Regions from separate parts of the Oryza sativa genome. Here region 2 is linked to region 1. The links are chromatin contacts, called in public HiCAR-type maps. All regions are on one chromosome and are shown on one strand. Each heading gives the region's core, a stretch centred on a gene start, on an enhancer-like site or on the middle of the called end of the contact. The rest is flanking DNA. Distances are from core to core; before and after follow the strand shown. Region 1 holds the start of LOC4328833 (peroxidase P7). Region 2 holds the start of LOC4328841 (peroxidase 70).

Region 1 (4,237 bases), core at 1,124-3,623:
TTTGCCATACCGGACTTGATACATGATGGATCCTACCAAATCTTAGTATATAATTATACGACATCTCATATGAACATCGACATAATCCATCGTAGGCCAACTTCATGTGCTCCAATTGTCTGCAATTTTGGTCATTGCTTTAGCAATTAGCAGAGGGGCTTTCGATTTTATCCGTTGGTAGGAGCCACTCTTTAGAGCAAGTGGTATCATGGAGCTCTTCAACGCATATATATGGATAACAACTAGCTTTTTTTTTTATCATTGAGGTCATCTTCTGTTTTATAAAATAATATCATAAGCTGCAACTGAAAATATTGTAAAGAAGGATACATGCGCACCACCGATAAGTTGAGCGCAGAGAATGTTCTTCAACTATTAAAATGGAAAAGAACATGTTCAAAATTCAGATGCATTAGAGAAACCACTTTATGAGAAACAGGTCATGCCTCCTCATGATTTCGAAAATTTTTCTTTCTCCAATCAAGCCCAGGTAAGCTACACAGACAAGCTCACCAAGTTGGTTGGTTGATTAGTCCCTTTCGTAACATCTTCAGATCCATCCACAAAACCACATCGTTCCGGACGGAGTCGACGTATGCATTTTTGCCGGATTTTTTGGTCGCTCTTGCTATTGTATCCATCGAATTCCTTTCTGTATCTTCCCAAAACGACATATAGTAGGCCAATATTCTTCCATCACGAGCAGAAACTGATCACTCACGAGTCACGACCACACCGCTCACTATTCAGGACTACACAAAACACATCATGTGAATTTTTTTCCAGTGATTTGTTGCTACGCATTTGTCAAGTCTACTGATACTACTGTGATAGTGATCAGCAGTAGTACTATCACAGTAACATCACTACTAGTAACAATCGGGTAAAGTTCTTGTGTTCATTGCAAAAATCATAGCCGTCGCAATAGTTACATGGTAGCTGAATTAAGCAAGGTTTAATTAATTGAACAAACGGAAGAATTATCCACTAGTGATTGATGTCTAAAATTGGGACATTTCTATTGCATTCTTATGTCATAATTCACTTAATACATGAAATTGACAGCTGATTATATAACTTTAAACTTTGTACTATGAACAATTTGCGCGCGGCAATGCTATCTAGTAGTATCGATCAGGAATTCACTTTCCTGCAGTTGAGCCTGACCTCGCCGGTTGACCCGGTCAACGGGCCGATGTTCCCGAGCCTGATCATGGACGCGGCGAAGTCCGACGAGAAGGCGGCGGCGTTGGAGCTGTACAGCTGCACCACCGAGTCCACCGGCCCGTTGTTGAACAGCTCCTGGTCGGAGTGCAGCAGCCCGGCGCCGGCGACGAGGTTGCGGTAGTAGCCGTTGTCGAACGCGTCGGGGGTCAGGGAGTCCAGCGGCGCCAGCGCGGCGTCGCCGCCGGACGCCGGGCAGGACTGCCGCTGGTGCGACGCGAACGCCGGGCTCACGTTGGCGTCGCAGTAGACGCGGGTGCGGAAGTTGACGCAGCTGGCGCGGCCGACGGTGTGCGCGCCGGACAGCGCGGCGAGGTCGCGCGAGCTCAGGCCCTTGGCGGCGAAGGCGGAGACGAGCGCGGAGATGTCGGCCTCGGGGCCCGGGAGGTCGGTCGACACCGCGCTCCGACTCGGCGACAGCGCGTCGCGGCGGCCGAGCGGCACCGCCCAGCTCGGCCCGCCGAGCTGCACACGTGCGCACAACAGGGTTTGCGTCATTGCGTCGAACACATGGCGCGCGCGCGCGCGCGTGTGTGTGTGGAGTGTGTGTGACTGACCAGGTTGACGCTGTCGCGCGCGGCGATGGCGAGGACGTCGGCGCAGGAGACGGTGGCGGGGCAGACGGCCTCGACCTGGGCCTTGATGGTGTCGACGAGGTCGAAGACGGTCGTCGAGCCGACGGCGTTGGGGCCGACGCCCTTCTCGCCGGGCGCCGCGGGGGTGTCGTCGAGGAGCACCGACGCGTCGCAGCCCTGTGAACCCCAACCCCACAACACAAAATCAAAGCTTAGCAGTGCGCGGAGAAGAGGCAGCATGTGTTCGTCCGGACGGCGGCGAGCGGCGCGGTCCTTACGCCGACGAAGCAGTCGTGGTAGAAGAGGCGGAGGACGGCGGCGCCGGCGCGCGTGTCGTTCATGACGGCCTGCGACATGACCTGCCGCACGACGCCGTGCACGGTGGGGCAGCTCGCCGAGTAGAACCCCGGCGACAGCTGCGCCCGCGCGCGCGCCGCCAGCGCCAGCGCCACGGCGAGGAGGAGCAGGAGCAGGAGCAGCGGCCGTCTCCCTCTCCCGCCGACAGCCATGGCGCAGGCTCAAACTCCACCGACCGACGAACCAGCAAGAGAAGCAAGCAGAAGGAACCAAAGACGATAAGGGTGATTAATCGATACCGTTGATAGAGGCTCAAAAGCCGGTGTGTTCCGGTTGCTGCCAAGGGGCTCCTGTTCCTGGCAAAAATTTTGACAATATTGTTTGGTTTTTTGGCAAAAGATTCCCTATCCTTTGTACTAATGTTTTTTGCCCAAGCCACATGTTGCTAATTAGTTTATCTATTAGGTGCAATTATTTCGCTTTACGAACTTTTAAGCATCGAAACAAGTTGTGAACTTGTGAAACAGTAACCAATCAATCTATATCACCCGACTCCGTCGGATCCAGCGTCAGCGTCGTGTGCCCTCCGAGGGCCGTGGTGGATGGACGAACGTTCGTCCGTAGTCTTGGCGGGCCGGCGTTGGGTTGTGCGCCGTGCGCAGGTGTTGGGAGAATTTAACCGCGAGAGCTGCGCGCGGCGCGCCCACCGGTTGTTGCATCGCATGGTGGTGTGGTGGAAGTGGGCGGCGAATTCGGCGCGCGTGGCGGTGGCGGTGGCGATGATGGGTGCGGGAGGGAGCCCACCATGGGGTGGCAGCGGCATGGTGGTGGGGTTCGGCGGAGAGTGGCTGTCAGTCAAGTGCGTGCGAGATGGTTGCGCACACGCTCTACAGTTGCGCTACGCGCGTCACATTGGGTTAGCTGGCTGCTTTCGCGGAGGGTTATGGTTACGCTGAAAAAGGAGGAGGATTTTCTTGGGCCCATTTTGGCCCATATAACAATTGGAACTAACAGGGTCTTCGATGGGCTGGACGGAGATAGCAGTCAATAACATTCAGATTAAGTCTATAATTTCTCCTCAGTCTTGGTCATGACTGAATCGCCTCCGTCTAACACAAAACCGGGTATAACACCTCCCCGTGTTTAAACATCGGTGCAAATCATCTCCTTAGGTGTTTTAGAAGGTGATTTTAGCTGACGTGATATATTGACCGCAATTGACTAGCTAAGTCAGCGGGTGGGATCCACGTATCATCCAAATCTTATCTTCCTCACCTCGCCTCCCTCCCCACTCTCTCTCCCCTCTCTCTCACCAGGATGCACCAATGACGACATGTCCCACGGCAGCGATAAACTGGTCACCTGGATGTCATTGTCGAGTGCGCGCACACACCCACACATACTTGGACCAAGTCAACGTGTTACGTCAGCAAAAACCACTTTTAAAACTACCAAAGAAATTAATTTGTACCCTGTTTTACGGTTGAGGGATACGATTTGACCAACAACAAGACATGAGGGAGGCCAAATAGACTTATTCCATTACATTCATGCATTCTGTACAATATACGTACATGAGTCCGTGATGCCGACAACAATATGAAAAGTGTGGCAGAGTTTGCCACACTTCAGAACGACCTTTGTGAGTGTTTGTTTGTTAACCATATTTTACCATAGTTTGATAAGTTTGATCACCTTGTTGGCTGTTTAGTTGTACTTATAGTTATCACAAGATTATCTTTCCAATAAATTAGATCTCACATATTAATGAATTTAAAAAAATATGACAAGATTTTCTTAGTCTTTGTAAGGTATGGCTAATAATATTTATTAGCAAATAATGATCAGGTATGACCAGAAAACATACATACTCCAAGTACAGGGCTACAGCTAAGATTACGCGAAGATATGCAAAATGCGATGGAATGGATCCACCAAACGCCTGTCCGGCCAGCGTTCCGGCGATCGGGAGTTCGCCACCAACCTTGGAATTCATGGAACTGCACTGCTATTCGATCGCTGCAGCCTACGGTGCGGGTGCTACTGCATGTGTGTGTTCGCGTACTGCTGCTTCGCAACCTAATGCTGTCCTGGGCGAGGGAATTATGCGCATGAGCTGTACCGATCTCTCTTCGTGTCGA
Region 2 (4,254 bases), core at 1,044-3,543, 180 kb before region 1:
ATGTAGACCTAAGGGTCTGTGGGGCCTACATGTCAGTGAGCAGTACTGCATATGTAGTACTGCAGAGGACCCTCACTCAGTGGTAAATGGGAATGAAGGGCAGAGAGACGTTTGGATTGTTCAAAAAAAAATTATGATTGATGTGACCCAAGCCCATCATATGGAGTGTACCGTAGTGTCCGATATGTTTCTGGGCATCTGACTCTCGAGGCCAAGCATTCTCGTCATTATTTGCAAACACTCTTTAACTTTAAGGTTATGTAATGCATGCACTCTGACTAAAATTAAAGAGCTAACCGAGGTTATCTAGTAACAACAATAATAAAACGTGGGAGAAAGAGAAGTTGTGTAATAGAGTGTTTTCAATGGTAAATAGTAGAATAATCACAATAACAACAACAATAAACAAAGTTTATGCTTCTCTGCTGCCATGAAAATAGTGTTTGCAATGGTAAAAAGTAGAATAATCACAATAATATTGTATATACGGAGAACTTGTGTTCATCAATGGTAAGTAGTAGAATAATCACAATATTTTTATGGCAGCAGAGAAGCATAAACTTTTTTTATTGTTTGTAGAAATTCTTGCACATCCAGATATAGTTTCACAACTTAGAGTGAGTTCGAGGAGAAAGGGATTAAGAAGATTAGGAAGATACGTAAAACGAGATAAGCCATTAGCACATAATTAATTAAGTATTAACTATTTTAATTTTCAAAAATGGATTAATATGATTTTTTAAAGCAACTTTCCTATAGAAAATTTTTGTCAAAAATGCACCGTTTAGTAGTTTGGGAAGCGTGCGTGCGGAATACGATGGGCTTTCTCACCCAATCCCCCAGGAACGAACGCACCTTTAGTGTAGCACATGATAAACAGATGTTCCCATTTATAATGACCTTGCTTGGTTGATCCATCACTTTTCAACCCAAGGTCATATGTGTACTTTCCATAGCTTACTTATTCATCCATGTATATCATGTGTATATATGGGTTGGTCACCTTTGTAACCAACATCAAAGCTGCGAATCACCATGAACATATTAATTAAGCATGTTTAATGCCTTAATTAATTACACTTATATAAGCAATAATCCATCAGCTGCTGTTGACGGCCCTGCAGCTGCGCCTGATCTGGCCGGCGGCTCCGGTGAGCGGTTTGATGTTCCCCATCTTTATCATGGCGGCGGCGAAGTCGGCGGCGAACAGCGCCGGGTTGGAGCTGTACTGCTGCACCAGCGCGTCCTGCGAGCCGCCGTTGAAGAGCTCCTGGTCGGAGTGGAGCAGGCCGCGCTGGGCGAGCAGGTTGCGGTAGTAGGCGTTGTCGAACACGTTCTGCGTCTGCGCGTCGAGCGGCGCCAGGCTGGAGTCGCCGGAGCCCGGCGCGGCGGGGCAGCCGCGGCGGCGGAGCGCGGCGAACGCCGGGTCGATGTTGGTGTCGTTGTAGACGCGGTCGCGGAAGTTGGCGCACTGCGAGAAGCCGATGGTGTGCGCGCCGGAGAGCGCCGTCATGTCGCGCGGGCTCAGGCCCTTGTTGCCGAACCCCGCGATGAGCGTGGCGAGGTCGCTCGACGGCGCCGGCAGGTCGCTGTTCGCCGCGCTGAGGCTCGCCGTCGTCGAGTCCCGCCGCCCCAGCGGCACCGCCCAGCTTGGCCCGCCGAGCTGCACGTACGCGCGTCGCCGTCAGAATCTATGGAATCAATTCGAACATTGTGTGTGTCGGTGGGCGGCGCGTACCAGGGCGGTGCTGTCGCGGGCGGCGAGGGCGACGATGTCGGCGCAGGAGACGACGCCGGGGCAGAGGAGCTCGACGTTGCGCTTGATCTGGTCGATGACGTCGTAGCCGCGGACGGAGTTGACGTTGGGGAACGCCGTCTTCTCGCCGACGAAGCTCGTCGCCGGCACGTCGTCGAGGAGGATGGAGGCGTCGCAGCCCTGGACGAAGCAGTCGTGGAAGAAGAGCCTGACGAGGGACGCGCCCATCCGCCGCTCGGCGAGGAGCGCGCCGAGCACGGTGGCGCGCACCACCACCTGCAGCGTCGGGCAGCTCGCCGCGTAGAACGTCGTCGACAGCTGCTGCCCGTAGGCGGCGCCGGCGGCGGACGAGAGGAGGAAGAAGGCCAGCAAGCAGCAATGCCAGCTACTCCTCGAAGCCATGGTAATCTCACAAATCTTAATTAATTAATTATCTATGAGTAACTAAGTGTTCTTGCTTAATCACTTGAGCTCTAGCTAAGCTTAGCTAAGCTGAGTTAGCTCAGTAGCTTAGCTTACTTGATGTGTGGCTGGCACGAGCTGAGAAGTAACAAATGTGTTGCTATTTATAGTGTGGCTGAGGTTGCATTTGCATGCATGCAAAAGGGGTACCTTTCGATGACGAAAATGGGGGGTCAAAGTTAGGCCGCTACACAAGTGGAAAAAACACTCGAGAAGTTCAAAGACCTTTCTCCTCCTGTTGACAAATGCAACACTCATATATATGCAGCCAAATATGCTTATCGTTTATGTATCGCTCAGAAAAAATGCCCAATGGATTGAATGGAACAAAAAAAATTGTTTAGATAACACACATGTTGTTGGCATTACTATTTGGAGACGTGCGCAATAGACCATGAGTACAGTTCAAAATTTACAGGGGATCAGAGAAAATTATATAGTCCCTCTATTTGTTTTTGGAATGAGATTAGTTGGTTAAAAATAAACTAATCATTATCATATATTTTGGAATGTACCTCCAGATAGTAAGTATCTCAAATTACAACAAACTTTAATGTGCCTTGAGATATTTTCTCAAGGACTGCAAAACTTTTCTCTTGGAATGAAGGTAGTACTACACATGGATACACTAGCTTAGTAGCTTCTGATAAAAATTTTATTATATTCACACATTTATCTTTGGTCTCTATCTACATGATGTATATATATGCATGTGGTTTGCATAATAGGAAAAATGCAAGGATAACTTCACGAATATGTGACGAGACCACCACTAGGACTTCAATAAACCCCTAAGCATGGACACCAAGGTTTGTAATTGGTTCTCTACCAAGTTGTATGTGTTTCCCCCAAAATACATTCATATGCATTAATTTATGCAATTCATAAAGTTCAAGCGTGGATTGTGTTCACCGGTAAAAATCGTAATCAACCAGCTAATTTGAATTAAGCTTCGTGTCTCATTCTTAGGTTTTATCTCGGCAAATCGTGGTTTTTAAAGTTATCTTTTCCTGTGATCACGTTCATGCATGTTGTGATCACGTATACCGATCGTATATAAATTCGCTTAAGAGATGTGAGAAACGGATTGATGCCATTAAATAGCCGTGATGAGCACGTAGGCGAGACATGACAGGATCATATATATCCAATGTGAATAAAAGAATAATATTCAAAACAGATTGACAGAATTTAAGATGGTTCGATCGGTAGCTTGGAATTAAACTACATTTGCTGTGGATCGATGAATATAGGAGGCAAGGGGCTGTCGATCATGCAAATTGGACATATTAATTTTGGTATTTTCACAGGCGCTATCTTACGTGGTCCGCGTGCGAAATTGTATCTTCGCAGACGGACTGTCATCGCCCTCCCCCTCCTCCTCCCCCTTGCCATTTTTTAGCCGGTCCTTTGGCTTCGAGAGTTCTACCCGCCTAGAAAAATATTTTGCCATCGTCTAGAAAATAGTCTTTCTAGTAGTGGTGGATGTGCCCATCGTAATTTTGGTATTTGAGATATGCCCATCAGACCACATATGAGATACGAGCTAACGTAATTAACCTTAACTGGTCAGGGTCAGGGTCACCACCATTTGTCGTCGGAGTTGGAGCATAACCAAAGTAGATACGACTCGAAATCTACATAATTTAATTAGGCTTCAATTTTCTATCAAACGAAGGCTGTGTTTAGTTAGATCCAAAGTTTAGATTTGGTTGAAATTGGAGATGATGTGACTGAAAAGTTGTATGTATGACAGGTTGATGTGATGGAAAAGGACTGAAGTTTGGATCCAAACTTTGGATCTAAACACAGCCGAAGGTTAGCAATTCCGCAGAAGGAAACAACCTCTGTCAATATTTGGTTTTCCAGTTCTGACACCATTCAGCTGAGCAAGTATACAAAATTCAGAGAAAAAAAATTTCGATCGGGACTCGCAGCATTTTAGGGATGGACGGACGTACGAGCAGACACGAGCATGTGCCCGGCGACGACCACTTGACCACCCTAATTAATTAAACTGGAGTGCAGTTATACGG

The links. HiCAR-type assays count read pairs that join an accessible place to other places.
Region 2: a contact with region 1 is called in a HiCAR-type map of leaf, with 2.0 times the contacts expected there. The contact joins the promoter of LOC4328841 here to the promoter of LOC4328833 in region 1. A contact is called at or near these places in 1 of 15 Hi-C or Micro-C datasets (seedling) and 1 of 4 datasets of contacts at active chromatin or transcription factors (leaf).

The regions. Positions count from the first base shown.
Region 1 is chr2:7,784,239-7,788,475 of ASM3414082v1, reverse strand. It overlaps LOC4328833 (peroxidase P7), which reads right to left and starts at 2,373. Exons shown (of 3, transcript XM_015771456.3): 1 at 2,078-2,373; 2 at 1,782-1,976; 3 at 995-1,689. The coding sequence starts at 2,308. The coding sequence ends at 1,135.
Region 2 is chr2:7,961,620-7,965,873 of ASM3414082v1, reverse strand. LOC4328841 (peroxidase 70) reads right to left here and starts at 2,293. Exons shown (of 2, transcript XM_015770060.3): 1 at 1,739-2,293; 2 at 864-1,663. The coding sequence starts at 2,158. The coding sequence ends at 1,100. It overlaps LOC107280132 (a long non-coding RNA gene), which reads left to right. Exons shown (of 4, transcript XR_010739587.1): 3 at 2,947-3,027; 4 at 3,975-4,254. LOC136355373 (a long non-coding RNA gene) reads left to right here and starts at 2,035. Exons shown (of 2, transcript XR_010739588.1): 1 at 2,035-2,159; 2 at 2,329-2,568.